Regions from separate parts of the Mus musculus genome. Here region 1 is linked to region 2. Evidence: chromatin contacts called from public HiChIP or PLAC-seq data. All regions are on one chromosome and are shown on one strand. Each heading gives the region's core, a stretch centred on a gene start, on an enhancer-like site or on the middle of the called end of the contact. The rest is flanking DNA. Distances are from core to core; before and after follow the strand shown. Region 1 overlaps Slc17a9 (solute carrier family 17, member 9). Region 2 holds the start of Dido1 (death inducer-obliterator 1).

Region 1 (4,349 bases), core at 1,382-3,881, 38 kb after region 2:
ACTGGACCCCATGGGGGAAGGAAAGTGTTTGTCGGTGTCACATGTCACAGGTACCCAGGTTTGCTCTTGAATCTTCCAGAGCTCCAGGGGCCACACTTGCAGCCCATGAAGCAATGTCCTTACAGACTCAGGTATAGAAGAATGTGCATATGTGTTTTCCTCAACAGAAATTAGCACACATTCATTATGCAAGATCAGAAAAATTGAAGAAATTAAAAGAAACTGGACTAAGCTTACCCAATAGCAGGCACTTTTGTAATAGCTCATGGGGCTGCCCTTTCATATTTCTACCCAGACTGCACCACAGAAAACCCTCTGACACACATACTGTACACAAGAGGGTACAGTTTATGATAGGGAATCTCCTGTCTTGAGCCCTGGAGCACTGCCCTGGAGCACTGCCCTGGGCACCCCGTTTACTCTTCTGTGACTCTGTGGGCGGGACACTATTGAGGACCTGAATGAGCTGTTGGAGATTCATCCTGGGTCTTTCTCTCTGCTCAGGTTACAGAGTCATCACGGTGCGTAAGTTCATGCAGGTAGGAAATCATTTGAATCCCTTGTTCATTTTTTTTTCCCTTTTGCTGTGATAAGGTACTGTGAGAAAAGCAACTTATTTCTAGAAAAAAGAGTTTGTTTAGAGCTTCCAGTTCTACAGGGATGGAGTCCAAGACCATCATAAAGGGGAACATGGCAGCAGGCAGGTGGGCAGGCGGGCATACAGGAATGACCTTGGAGTAGTAGCTGAAACCTTACATCTTGAGACACAACCACAAAGCAGATAAAGAAACAATGGGGATGGTGTGGTCTTTTGAAACTTCAAAGCCTACTCCCACTGATACACTTCCTCCAACAAGGCCACACCTCCTAACCCTTCCCAAACAGCCCCACCAACTGGAAACCAAATATTCAAACATGAACTTATGGGGACTATTCTTTTTATTTTTTTATTTTTAAGATTTATTGGGCTGGTGATGTGGCTCAGTGGGTAAGAGCACCCGATTGCTCTTCCGAAGGTTCAGAGTTCAAATCCCAGCAACCACATGGTGGCTCACAACCATCTGTAACGAGATCTGATACCCTCTTCTGGTGTGTCTGAAGACAGCTACAGTGTACTTACATGTAATAAATAAATCTTTTAAAAAATTACTTATTATTATACATAAGTACACTGTAACTGACTTAAGACACACCAGAAGAGGGTGTCAGATCTCATTATGGCTGGTTGTGAGCCACTATGTGGTTGCTGGGATTTGAACTCAAGACCTTCAGTAGAGCAGTCTGTGCTCATAGCCACTGAGTCATCTCGCCAGCCGTTTTTATTTTTTTTAAAGGTATGAAGATTGGCACAAGAATGACTTTTTTTTTAAAAGGACCTTTGAAAGAGTAGTCAGTGCTCTTAACCACTAAGCCATCTCTCCAGCCCTGACTATTCTTATTCAAACCACCACATCCCTCTATGGACATCCCTTCTTTGTTCTGACCTCCTGAGACCTGAGGGTTGTGTACTTTAGTCCCCTGATTTCTAGAACCAGGCTGATATAAAAGATACGGGTTGGGAAAACTACAGCCAGGTCTCATGGCCCCAGAACCAGTACCTGCTCCTAGGGTTGGCAGAGTCAGCTCAGATCAGAGGTCAATCTATAGCAATAGGACCCAGGAAGGGGCTGTTGTGGGTGGCCATTGGAAGATGCTCTGGGGCCAGTATTGGCTGACCTGAGAACTTTCTCCGAGTTCTGAAGATGCTCTCTGCTCTTCTCTGTGCCAGAACAGGCAGGGCAAAGAAGCCCTAGCCCGAGAAGGGCTTTTAGGTAGAACCAATCTGATCTTACTCAGAACACTGGGGGGTCCAAGTCAGGGTGAGTCATATGGGCCAGCATGGTCCCTTGGCCCCTTACCAGCCCTGTCCTGCAGGTCATGGGCCTTGGTCTGTCAAGCATTTTTGCCCTGTGTCTGGGTCATACCACAAGCTTCCTCAAGGCTATGATCTTTGCATCAGCTTCCATTGGCTTCCAGACCTTCAACCACAGGTAAGAGGCCATGAGCTCATCCCACAGGGGTGCTAGCTTTTAGTACATTCTCGTTCAGGGAAAGCGCCCCATGATCTGTCACAGTGAGCAGATCTGGGTACCCAGCAAGGGTCATTCAGGAAAACAAGGAGACCCCTCCCCCCAACACTGGGAGGAGTGCCGGGAGGAAGAATGAACATATGCACCGGGCTTAATGTCTCTCTGTGGTCTTAATGTCCCTCCGTGGTCCGTTCCTTTCTTTCTGCACCTTTTCTCTCATCTTGAGCAATAGCAACCTCAAGTGAGCATCTTGTGGGGTGCATTAGGAGCCCACTTCAAAGCTCTTCCAAGTTAACAAAGGGGAAACCCTACTGCGTGCCTTTCTGGCCTCGCACACATTCTCAGGAGCAGCTTCTAGTGTTGTGTCAGTAAGAAGACGGGGAGTATAAGGTGCCAGCAGGCCCAGCAGCACCTAGGTGATAGGGGCAGGGGCTGGCTTGGGTGTCTTCTGGTGACTTGTAACCATCTCTTATGCTCCAGTAGCCCCTACAGGCCAAGTAGAGATAGCCAGGCCTGTGGCCACTCACCTGCCTTCCTTCCTGTTTCTCACAGTGGTATTTCAGTCAACATTCAGGACCTGGCCCCATCCTGTGCTGGCTTCCTGTTTGGTGAGACACTGGTTTATCCCTGCTTTATCCCCTGCCTTTGACAATGGGTTATCCCTGGGGTGGGGCGGGGCACTGTCGGGGCAACAATGGGTCTCCTCCTGATGTCTCTCCTCCCACTTTCCTGTTTACAGGTGTAGCCAACACTGCAGGGGCCTTAGCAGGTAAGGGCTGGCTCCAAGCCTGGCTTAGAGGCTCTCTTGTCCTTTGGTTTAGGTTGACTAGTAAGTGAGTTTAGCGTATAGCCTAGATGGGGGTCATCTCATCTCACTCACCCCCTGCTGCTGAATGGGGTCTCAAAGTCAAGGGAGGGCACAAGGGCCAAGATGGCCCAGGGTGATCTCAGATATGCCAGCTGAGGTGGCACTTGACCTGGTTGATGGTGGGGGACTCACAAGCCGTTCTCCCATGACTGACTCCATGTGACAGTCCTGTAGTTTAGAGTACCATCTGGTCCCTCCACTGAGTACCTTGTTCTTTGTTTCCCTTGGGTGGGACATGGAGTGGAGACACCATCAATATGTGATTTGGAGTGACCCCTGAGGACTCTGTCTCCTAAGACCCCCTGAGTCTGAGTCTCCTGTGGCGCATAGCTCATAGTTCATATTTTATCCCTGGGTCTGCCCTGCTCTGCCCCTGAGCTCACTGATGTGAGGGGGCCAGCTTCCCCGGACCATCAGTCAGTCCCTGCCTCTCTTGTCCAGGTGTGGTAGGCGTGTGTCTGAGTGGCTACCTGATCGAGACCACTGGTTCCTGGACCTGTGTGTTCCACCTGGTAGCCATCATCAGCAACCTGGGGCTGGGCACCTTCCTGGTGTTCGGGAAGGCGCAGAGGGTGGACCTGGTCCCCACTCATGAGGACCTCTAACTCCCTGACGATCCAGTCACCCAGGACCTGATGTCAGCAGCCTGAGGATAACAACCCTGTCAGTGAAACGGAATCTCCACCCCAGACGTATGAGCATACAGCAAGACCACAGTTTCCTGGGGAGGCCTGAGTACACACAGGCCTGTGTCAGGAGGAGGGTCATGGCTCCAAATCCGCTTGCCAGTCCCGCCCTCTCTCAGGTTCAGTGGGACTGCCACTGTTAAGGAAGCCACGTTGCTGATGGGAGGTCTCACCGGCCACAGTGAGGGTTGTTTCCTGACAAGACTTTTGTGTTAAGGATGTGTTGTGTGCTGGTAGATGTTCAGGAGTGGCTCTGACCCCCAACCTACTCTGGGCACCTTCCTACCCCCATCTCTCCAGCAACAATAACCTAAGATGTCTATAGACATTAGACCATGTCTCCATAAGACAGGCCCACTAGAAACACCGTTCAGAACCATAGAGAAGCCATGGTTTCTGCTTCTCTCCAGGAGTCAGGCTTGCCACTCCAGCTGGGCCGGTGTGCAGTGGGCCAGGGTCCTCACCTGCCTTGCAGACCCTGGTTCCCGCCCTGTGGATCTCTCAGCACTACTGATGTGTCCTGGGTTGGCAGGTGCCTGGCAGTCCAGACATCACAGACCCCAGAACAAGGTGAAACCCCCCCCCCCCATTTCTGGCCTTGTTTTTCTACCTCCCGCACTTATTTCTTGTAGAGCTTGTGGTTTCATGAGCTGATAATGAATTCTCCAAGATGCCTATTAGATTTTCTTTATAGATGTGGTGAGTCTTGCCAGAGCCTTATTTAAG
Region 2 (4,831 bases), core at 1,613-4,112:
AAAGCAGTCATTGTGGAATAAACAGATGTACAAAAGCATAAATGTTATTTTTTTCATTAAGTTGTCTTAGACTTTGAAAATATTTCTGTTAACATAAGGGCACATGAGTTCAACTGAAAGTGTTCTACAGTGAGTAAACGGCTTAAATGTATCGGCTGTAAAATCAGTCAGTACTCATAAAGGCTCTTCAGTGTCACCAGGAACTTTTTAGTATAAAGACCCTGGAGTTTAGTTTGGGGACTGAGCACAGAGCTTCCACAACTGCTGTCTGTCTGTCTGTATAAAGCACCCTTTCTATCTAGCTAAGATTCACAAGGGCCCTAAGTAGACCCAATTGGATCCCATCCCATCCCTTCCCTCCTAACTCAGGTTCAGCCATTACTCTGAGGAGGCTGTAAAGCTTGCTACCTAAGTTCAGGCCAAAGCCCAAGAGGCTCCTGAAACTCAAGTAAGGAGCTGTGTTTCAACTGGAGCCTTCCTTTCCTTCTCTAAGATTCGTAGGAGACAATACATGGGTCCGTGTCCCCCCCCCCCCCCCCCCCGTCCTTTGGTGGATGGGGGAGGGTAGGATAATGAAGTCCAACACTGAATTCTAGCAGGGCTTCCTGTATTGTCTATTGCAGCTCAGCTGAACTCTATTTTCAAGCCAGTCAGAGCAGCAACACCCAGTACTTCCTAGACATTAACACAAATTTAAACAAGCAACAAGAAGGCTACTTCAGACCCAAACATATGCTTTTAAATTACAATTTAACAAATCCTGACAGTGCCTACCAAGCTTCTCAGGGGAAGGCCGTCTGGATATAGCTCCTAATTCCTGCTCCTGTTCCAATAAACTGTACTTTCTATCCCTAACAGTCAGACAACACCTAGGAATAAACTGTATAAACACAAGCATAGAATTAATCATTTTTAAATGTGTCTGCCACCTGTGTGCAAGGTGCCCATAGTTGCCAGTAGGCATGGGATTTCCCAAAGCTGGAGTTAGACATGGTTGTCAGCCCTCAGGTGACACTTGAACCAAGCTCTGGTTCTATAGAAGAGAAACAGGGACACCTAACAGCTGAGCCATCTTTCCAACCTTCGGAATTATTCTTTTGTTTTGTTCTTTCGAGACAGGGTTTCTCTGTGTAGCCCTGGCTGTCCTGGAACTCACTCTGTAGACCAGGCTGGCCTCGAACTCAGAAATCCACCTGCCTCTGCCTCCCAAGTGCTGGGATTAAAGGCGTGTGCCACCACTGCCCGGCCAGAATTAGTCTTTAAAACTATGTAAATTGCCCACTCACATTCCCTTATAAAGGTCTCAAAATGACCACTAAGAAAATAAACTAAAGCCTTGTCAACATGTTCTGTCTCACAGGCGAGCCTGCACACTCAGAACAAATGAGCACAACTCAGACTTTGGGCTTTGACCTCCTCTTTCCAAAGAGCTCACTATCACTGGCTGCAAATCACACAACCTTTGTAACCGAATCAACACAAAACCTCAGAGACTACTGGGTTTCTATAAAGGACCCAGTCATCTAAGACTTAAAGGAGACTCCACTCAGCAACAATTTCTTAGTTGGGGCTTGAGCATAAGAAACAGATTCTACAACACGGATCACTATGTAAGGATCTAAGTGCAACATGAATCTTTGCTCTTCTGGGTTAAACCGAAGTCACCTAGTATCGAAGGGCAGATGTGTAACATGGTAAAACATGCTGTGCTGACAGAAGTGTACAGCCTGGCACAGACAGTACTCATATGCTGAAGAGAAATCATTACTTGAGGTGCTCAGCACTGACTGAATTAAGACTCTTTAGCCTATTAAGACAATACCTACCAGAAGAGGTACAGAGAGCTTTTCTGACAGTAGAAAACTTCTGCGAACGACAGAAGGCAGGAAGACATCCCACCTCGCCTTCAAGACCTACCTGAGCTCTCCTCAGGTCCCCTAGCACACGTTCTCAACAAGCTATTATGATGCTACACATGCACTGATTGGCAGGAGGAAAGTGCTGGTCATGAGTGCTGGCAGGGGTCATCAATTACACAATCTTTTTTGTGTGCTGTTTGTCATCCTTACACAACTGAGTTTGCCTGACAAGTGTAACAAGGAGCATCCTTTTGTGGAAAATCAAATATACACAACATTCCCAATCAAACCCAGGGCCTCTTACTCAAGAGTCACTGTTGAGATCAATCTACATTAACACACACCTGGCCACCAACACTGGCAAGAGGCAATGAGCGCCCAGACAACGCCCAGGCCCTACACAGGGCTGAGGCTGGATCTTCCCCGAAGTCCCCCATGAGATATCTGCTCGTACACCCGCAAATTCGCGCCCAGGCCCAGTCACGTCCTACCACGAATGCCCTACCGCAAGTGTCGAGAACCTGCGGCCTCGGGAGGCTGGGCCCCTAACTCCGACTCAGAATCAAGGGCTCCACAGCCTCCCAGACCCAGACCATCTTGGACTACACAAGACAACCGGTGATTTCGGCAGAAACCAGACGCAGACCGCCCGCCCGGCCGGCCGGCCTCGCGCGCTCCACCGCGATCCCTCAGCCCGGGGCCGGAAAGGGCCCCGCGGGCCGCGACGCCATTTTCTCGGCGCCATCGGCGCCGCTCGCTGGAACTAGGCTGCCGGCATGGCGCCGCTCCACCTTGTCCGGAGTCCAAGTGCCGTTCGGGTCCACACGGCTTCCGCCCTCCTTCACAGTACAGAGTCACTTACCCCGGCCGCCGGGATCCCGCAGCCATTTCCAGAGCTACCACGGATATAGAGCAGAGACCAGCGAGACTACCGTCCTAGAGTGGTAGGCCGCGCGGCAAGCGGAAGAAATCGACCGGCCACCGAGCTACGGCGAGGCTAGAGCGGCTGTGCCGCCCTTCTTGCACGCATGCGCCACCCGGGTTCCCCGGAGCGCCAGCCTGGTTGGCCGGGCACGCTTGACAGATTCCCGCGTCCCGAACTAAGGGGCTAAGCTGGGAGCCAATGCCACTAAAAGGTTCCTCCAGCTATCCTTGAACAGCACCCGGCCCAGCATTCCAAAAGCTTAAACTCTGTGTCTGCAGGGACTGGTGCTTCGGAACAAACCAGCACCGGATTCCGGTGGGAAGGAGCCAGGAAAACCTCAAAGCCCTGCAGCTCTCGCCTATGGCAGGGCGTGTGCAGAGCGGGGAGGGGCGCCAGCCCTACAGGGACTCACTCCCTCATACTATCCTTTACTCCTTGCCCCGTCCATTTCTTCCTAAAAATGGACCAGGAGCCAAAGTCCAGGCATTCGTGCCTACAAGGGCCCCACCCCCAGTCCCCTCACGAAGGCATTTAAGAATTTCCCCCCCTAGCGCTAACTACAGTGATATTCCTTCACTGTCCCCCATATTACTTAAGGAAACCAGAAAGAGGTCGCAACGTGAACACTAGCCACATTGCTCTGAGGGCAGTTAATGCCGGGATAGACGCTCAGCTTTGCCCCATACAACCAGCTTCTTATTTATGTAAGCACACAGACACAACGCTAGGAAGCCATTCTTCTGGACTCTAACTTCGGCTTCCTGTAACAAACATGTGCTCCGGTCTAGTAAGGCCTCTCTCACATTGTAGAGGCCTCCAATGCTCCATTCAGAAGCCCAGGTCTTGAGTAGTTTTCTTTCTAACATTTCCCAAGATTACATGACAGCTCATGGGGCTTCCTTCAGTACAGTAGAAGGCTGCTTCTGCTTCCCTTGGTGAGATCCTTCAATACCACCTTTCAGATTCTAGTCAAGGAGGAGCCTACCCTGATTACTCAACTCTGCCCTTGAAATAAGTTCCCAGCATCCACAAGCGGCCAAACAACTCCAGTTCTGGGGATCCAGTGCCCTCCTCAGGCATCAGGCACCCACTGCATGTACACATACATAAAAGCAGACCATTCATACACATTAAATAAACATTTTTAAATATAAAAAACTAAAACCCAACATTTAACTTACAGTTCATTTTATTATGTGCAGTGCTGGAGATGGAACCCAGAGCCACCCTAGGGCCATGCTAGGCATGGAGTAATCTGTAACAGCTAACTTTAGATAAAATGCGTTTACTTGCACAGCACTGAAGAATCCGATAACAAATCACCAGCTGCTTTGCACGGAGGGCAATAGAGTAAAGCACCAGTCTTCGATTTCACTTTAAAAACAGCAGGGTCCAATTTGCAGCAGATCTTTATCTGGCAGTGCTACATCCATACACAGCTGAGACCCAACACCAACCATCACAATACCGAGAGCACAAGGTACTGGCAGCACAGAAAAAAGCCCAAAAAACCCCCAGCAATTTACAGACTTTGTAACCAGGTGTAGTGACCTCTGTATTACAAGCACTGAGGATGCTGAGGCAGGAAGATTTTGAGTTCCAGGACAGCTTTGGCTACAGAGTGAAATACTTAGAACAAAACAAAACAAAACAAAAACAAATAAAAACCAATCAAGACAGCCAGGGAAACACTGTGAGAAGTCTCAAAGGAAAAATAAAAAATAAAGAGTGCACATGTGTCACAAACTGATGAGTCGACAGAAGAACAGAATCTGTGCCAACCTGCCTATAGAAAGAGAGAGGTTGGGGCTAGAGAGATGGCTCAGCAGTTAAGAGAATTGGCTGCTCTTCCAGAGGTCCTGAGTTCAATTCCCAGCAACCACAACAATCTGTAATGGGATCTGATGACTTCTTCTGGTGTTCACGGAGATTTAGAAAAAAGTCAATGACCTTTCTTTTTTTCCCAGTTTATTTCTGCCTGCATGTATGAATGTGCACCATGTGTTATGCCTAGGACCCCACTTAAGTCAGAAGAGTGTCAGATCCC

What was found. HiChIP or PLAC-seq counts read pairs in DNA pulled down with a chosen protein or histone mark.
Region 1: a contact with region 2 is called in an H3K27ac HiChIP or PLAC-seq map of embryonic stem cells, with 14 read pairs. The contact joins the enhancer-like site here to the promoter of Dido1 in region 2. A contact is called at or near these places in 2 of 39 promoter capture datasets (the C10 cell line and macrophages), 4 of 15 datasets of contacts at CTCF or cohesin (embryonic stem cells, large pre-B cells and pro-B cells), 25 of 484 Hi-C or Micro-C datasets (CD4 T cells, CD8 T cells, Th2 cells and 8 more), 23 of 115 datasets of contacts at active chromatin or transcription factors (the 230-238 cell line, CD8 T cells, the HPC-7 cell line and 11 more) and 3 of 9 other capture datasets (adipose tissue, liver and pancreatic islet).

The regions. Positions count from the first base shown.
Region 1 is chr2:180,737,905-180,742,253 of GRCm38.p6, forward strand. Slc17a9 (solute carrier family 17, member 9) reads left to right here. Exons shown (of 13, transcript NM_183161.3): 9 at 505-539; 10 at 1,915-2,030; 11 at 2,622-2,677; 12 at 2,809-2,838; 13 at 3,379-4,349. The coding sequence ends at 3,542. Among named protein-coding and RNA genes, the nearest start is that of Gm30455, 13 kb to the left of the region's middle. Within about 2 kb of position 2,632, at least 30 of the 459 cell types and tissues checked have an H3K27ac peak or open chromatin away from gene starts, as enhancers often do. A contact at or near this core is called in CD8 T cells, the HPC-7 cell line, Th2 cells and 5 more, where this site is marked.
Region 2 is chr2:180,699,240-180,704,070 of GRCm38.p6, forward strand. It overlaps Dido1 (death inducer-obliterator 1), which reads right to left and starts at 2,863. Exons shown (of 16, transcript NM_175551.4): 1 at 2,722-2,863.